Linked DNA regions of Callithrix jacchus: region 2 is linked to region 1. A link is a contact called in public Hi-C data. All regions are on one chromosome and are shown on one strand. Each heading gives the region's core, a stretch centred on a gene start, on an enhancer-like site or on the middle of the called end of the contact. The rest is flanking DNA. Distances are from core to core; before and after follow the strand shown.

Region 1 (2,700 bases), core at 10-2,509:
GCTGGGTCTACACATGCACACCACCGCGTCTATAACTTTAAATTTTTTTGTAGAGATTGGGTCTCACTATGTTGCCCAGACTGGTCTTGAAATCCTGGCCTGAAGCAATCCTCCCACCTTAGCCTCCCACAGTGCTGGGATTACAGGAGTGAGCCACCTCGCCTGAGCTGCAAGGGCAGCCTCTTCATAATGGGGCATGGGCCTCTTCCCATCTCTTTTTTGTTGTTGTTCGAGGTGGAGTCTTGCTCTCTTGCCCAGGCTGGAGTGCAATGGCATGATCTAGGCTCACTGCAACTTCTGCCTCCTGGGTTCAAGCAATACTCCTGCCTCAGCCTTCCGAGTCACTAGGATTACAAGCAGGTACTACCATGCCCGGCTAATTTCGTTTATGTTTTACTAGAGACGAAGTTTCACCATGTTGGCCAGACTAGTTTCAAACTCCTGACCTCAAGTGTTCCACCCATCTTCCACTCCCAAAGTGCTAGGATTACAGGCGTGAGCCACCCTGGAGTGCTGTGGTGTGATCACAGCTCAATGTAGCCTCAATCTCCAGGGCTCAAGCGATCCTCCTGCCTCAGCCTCCCAAGTAACGGGAACTGCAGGTACATGCTAATTGTTTTAATTTTTGTAGACACTAAGTCTTGCTATGACGCCTAAGCTGGTCTGAAAATCTTGAGCTCAAGCGATCCTCTCACCTGGGCTCCCAAAGTGCTGGGATTACAGGTTTGAGCCACCCCGCCCGGCTCTCAAAAAAAAAAAATGTCAGTGACAACTTATTAAACTGATATCTGTCACGCTAATGGGTCATGACTAGCAGTTTGAAAGGCAACGCTCGATTTCACTTAATTTATTTTAGCAACAGAAGTCATTACCTTTAGTCCAATCTCAAAAGTACAAAATGAAACAGAAGTCATTACCTTTAGTCCAATCTCAAAAGTACAAGCCTATAATCCCAGCACTTTGGGAGCCCAGGTGAGAGGATCGCTTGACCTCAAGATTTCCAGACCAGCTTAGGCGTCATAGCAAGCACCTAACTCTGCATTTGTCAAAAGCTAAACGTCTGCGCTTCCGGGAGCGTTAGGTGACCACGCCTCTGGAAGCAGGGCGTGGCTTCCTCCCTCCTCTCTCCGCCCACCCTCCTCCGTGTCTGCCCTGCGCCCCGCCTAGGGACGGCGGAGGGCGCTGAGACACGCTCCACGCCTTGAGGGCGGGGCCGGCGCTATGCCCCGCCCCCTCCATGAGCTCATCTTTGCGCGTCGGAGTCGCGCGGAGCCCGGCTTCCGACGTGCATCTTGGCAGTGCAGTGGTGAGTTAGAGCCCGCGGCGGTTGGGGATGGTGGCCGTTAGGGCCGCTGACGGCCCGGGCCAGAGGATGGGTGAGCAAGGTTAGGTCTGAGGCTGCCTGTAAGCAGGTCTTTTCAGGGACGCTCCAGGCCCTGGGACCCTAGGGTGGCTTCCATGATCCCATTTGCCCTGGCTGCCCCTCTGTACGGGGCCTGAGCAGAGAGGGGGAGGCCCGTAGGTGGCCTCCTTTTGCGTCCTGAGAATGTTCTGGACAGCACCGAACTTAGGGCTGCTGTCTCTGCGGAGGAGATCATTTATCCGTGGGTGGGAGGACTGTTGGAGTCGAAGTTTCCCAGTGGTGGGCCACGCTGTCTTCTTAGGTAGCGTGCTCGACAGGTACATACAGAGGCTGGGTTCGCTTTAATCCAAGTACCCTGCAATACTGTGGGCTGTTGACTTGCCCGAGTAGTTTCATAGAGGCATCTGCAGTGTTCCTTGGAAACACTGAGCCAGTGATTAATTCTGTCTGGGAAAACTAGGGAAAAGTGTACCAGAGAGAGAAGATGGCAAGAGAGGGCTGAGGTCTAAAGTCTCTTAGTTCTGACCTTCATAAGACCCTGAAGTAAGAGGTAGTGTATCTTGGTTGCCTATACTATAGCTTGTATCCATTCTTATTAGAAAAGTGGAACTGATCATAAGAAAATAGTAGTTCCCCTATCTGAGGGGTGTACATTCCAAGACCCCCAGTGGATGTCTGAAGTCGCGGATAGTACAGAACCCTATATATACAGAAGGACCCTGACTGACTTACCGTGGTTTGACTTAGAATTTTTCAGCTTTACATAGCTTTATTGGGAAGTACCCCCATTGTAAGTTGAGGAGCATCTATACTATGTTTTTTCTTTCTTTCTTTCTTTTTTATTATACTTTAAGTTCTGGGGTACACATGCAGATTGTGCAGGATTGTTACATAGGTATGCATATGCCATGGTTGCTCGCTGCATCCATCCTCTGGTCACTACATTAGGCATTTCTCCTAACGTTATCCCTCCGCAATCGCCCCACCCCCTGCTATCCCTCCCCTAGATCCCCCACCCTGCAACAGGCCTCAGTTTGTGATATTCCCCTCCCTGTGTCCATGTGTTCAAATTGTTCAACACCCACTTATGAGTGAGACCATGCGGTGATTGGTTTTCTGTTCTTGTGTCAGTTTGCTGAGAATGATGGTTTCCAGCTTCATCCATGTCCCTGCAAAGGACACGAACTCATGGTTTTTTTTATGGCTGCATAGTATTCCATGGTGTATATGTGCCACATTTTCTTTATCCAGTCTGTCATTGATGGGCATTTGGGTTGGTTCCAGGTCTTTGCTACTGTGTTTTTTCTTATACAGGTTACATACATACCTATGATATT
Region 2 (2,700 bases), core at 83-2,582, 350 kb before region 1:
TTATACATTTTGGATACAAGCCCTTTGTTGGATATATGACTTACAATATTGTCCCAATGAGGGACATTTGCCAGGAGATGAGAATGCTCTAATTGGGAGCCTGAGAAGTGGGTGCCAATTCTTACAAACATTTTCCATTCCACACACTGTCTCTTTTTGTTTGGTTTTAATATGGGTAGGCAGCACATTCTGGAAACAATAAAGGCAACTCACAATTTGCTGAATGCCAGGCAGAGAGTTTACAACAGAACTTCCCCCTGTGATAAAGGGATGTCAAAGAAGCCAGCATCAAGCTGCCCCCCATCCCTGGTGGGTGGTCAGTGAGGGCAGGAGGCTCCCAGGCCCCCTGCCTGGCCAATCAGTGCACATTCCTGGGGTTGCAGATGGTGATGGGGAAGGGGACAGAGGGATTCCGCAGGGGACTAGGGTGAGAACCCCAGTGCCCTCTCAGATTGCTCTATCAGAAGAGCAAATGAGGCATACAAAGTGCCTCACATCTGAAATCCCAGCACTTTGGGAGGCCAGGGCAGGAGAACTGCTAAGCCCAGGAGTTCCAGACCAGTCTGGGCAACATAGGTAGATGTCCCTCTCCACAAAATTAAAAATTAACTAGACGCCGTGGCGCCTGCCTGTAGTACCAGCTGCCCCAGAGGCTGAGGTGGGAGGATCACTTGAGCCAGGCACGTGGAGGCTACAGTGAGCCGAGATGGAGCCACCGCACTGTAGCCCTGGCGACAGGGTGAGACTTTGTCTCAGAAAAAGAAGAAAAAGAGCAAATGAAGCCTCATTTTAAATTCTGTCTTCTTTATCTTTCTTTAACTTTTCATTAAGCAGCAATTCAAACAAATTCTAAAGGAAAGAGAACAGTATACCCAACCTCTAGGTACCATCATCCTGCCTCGACAATGAGCAACTCGCGGCCAGTATTGTTTCAGCTGAGTTCTACCCGTCCCTAAACTATAAGGACTTAAAAAACTACCAGTACGACATCTAAAATATTTAACAGTTACTTAACAGCATGAAATGCGTGAGGGCCTCCTTCCCAGAGTGTGTTAGCGCCTCTCCTACAGCGCCTGGCCCGGTGGTCCCAACCCCCGGCGGCAGCTGCACACGCCCCGGAAGCCAGGGACAGAGAGGCTGGGTCCCTCTTTTTTCCTCGAGGTGGTGACAGCACCTCGGATCTGGTCGGGCGCGGCCGTCCGGGGCGCCCCGCCCCGCGCAGAGGGAGCCCGCCTGGCGCTGGGGACTCGGGCCGGGAGCCCCTTCCCAAGAGCGCGCACGCCCCGCCCGCCCCACCCCACCAACTCCCGCGCCCGCGCTCAGCGCTGCTTGACTCCGGTGGTTCTTGTCCTCCCGCGGGTCCGAGGGCGCCGGAAACCCAGCGGCAGCGAAGCGGAGAGGAGTCCCGCACGTCCCGGCTCGCACGGCTCCGGGTCCGGGGTCTGCGCTGGAGCCGCATGGGGAGAGGCCGTCTCTGCGCCCGCCGCGCCCGCTCCGACTGTCCGAGTCCGCGGCCAGCCGGGCCACCAGCCATGGGCTTCCGCCCGCTCTCGCCGCCCCGGGCGCTGTCGTCGCCGCGGCTGCTGCTGCTGCTGTCTTTGCTGCCAGGTAAGCGCACCGGCGTCAGGGCTCCGGAGGGACGCGGGAGTGGGCGCGGGGTCTCAGGCGCTGCCGGTGAGAGCACCGCGCCGGCGAGCGGAGAGGGCGGGCGCGGTCCCGGGGACTCGGAACCCGCGCAGACCCGCTCCCGCGCGGCGGCGACTTGGGTGGGGTAGCTTTTTCCCTTTCGGCTTACTCCCCACCCCTAGCCACCAGCAAACCTGGGAGTCACTTGGCGGGCGCTGGTAGGCGCGGGGTGATGCGGCGGTCGGGACCGGGTCCTTTGTCTTGGGCACAGGAACTGGGGGTTCGCGTCCCCGCGCTGACGGTCGCCCGGCCCCGCGCACTGACTCCCGAACTGTCGCGCCCACGCCTGGCGCTCCACCGTCTGCATCCAGCCCACCTCCTCATTTGACTGACAGAGGGAAAACTGTAGCCGGAGAAGGCTAAAGACTTCGCCAAGGCCACCTGGGGGAGAGGGGAGTCGCCTCGGGACTGGGGCTGGAGCCGGCGCGCCAGCCTCTCCTCCTGTCCTCGTCGCCCCGCGCCCCAGGCTGCGTCGCTGTGTGACCCTCCACCCGGACAGCGCCTCCCGGCTTCCTCCCGCTCTCCAGACCAGCCTGCTGGGGGAAGCGGGCCCTGGCCCGCCGCTGGGAGGCTCTTGAGTGCCTGGGAGGGCTGGTGGATAGCGAGGGTCCGGGACCAGGCAGGGCTGCAGGGAGTTCCTGGCGGGCCGGGCCGGCGGTCTGCTGTGCGGCTGTGCGCCCAGAGCGCTTTCTGCCCTCGGTGCCGAGGCCTCCACTATTCAGAACGCCACACGTTCTCAACCGAGCTCCTGCCTGGGACCCTCCTTTCACTCTGGGGAAGAGGAGGGGGAGAACAGGCAAAAATCCAACTTCAAGACCTGAGGAAGTTGGATTCAGCTTCCCAGAGGGTTCTCCTCCTGCCTCCCCAAGCTGCCGCCAGATCTGTACGTGGGAATTGGAAGACAGTTGACTCCGTATGCCTCACCTGTGCTGGGGTGTGGCTTAGAAACAAAGAGGGTGCCCAAGGGTTGCTGAGAGGTCAAAGTCATTGATCGGGATGTGAAGACAGCATCAG

The links. Hi-C and Micro-C count contacts between places; a contact is called where the count stands out from the background.
Region 2: a Hi-C map of induced pluripotent stem cells shows a contact between it and region 1, with 2.2 times the contacts expected there. The contact joins the promoter of CHRNA3 here to the promoter of SKIC8 in region 1. A contact is called at or near these places in 2 of 3 Hi-C or Micro-C datasets (induced pluripotent stem cells and skeletal muscle).

Annotation. Positions count from the first base shown.
Region 1 is chr8:25,648,478-25,651,177 of calJac240_pri, reverse strand. SKIC8 (SKI8 subunit of superkiller complex) reads left to right here and starts at 1,259. Exons shown (of 11, transcript XM_078334017.1): 1 at 1,259-1,913.
Region 2 is chr8:25,994,518-25,997,217 of calJac240_pri, reverse strand. It overlaps CHRNA3 (cholinergic receptor nicotinic alpha 3 subunit), which reads left to right and starts at 1,332. Exons shown (of 6, transcript XM_017966215.4): 1 at 1,332-1,608. The coding sequence starts at 1,458.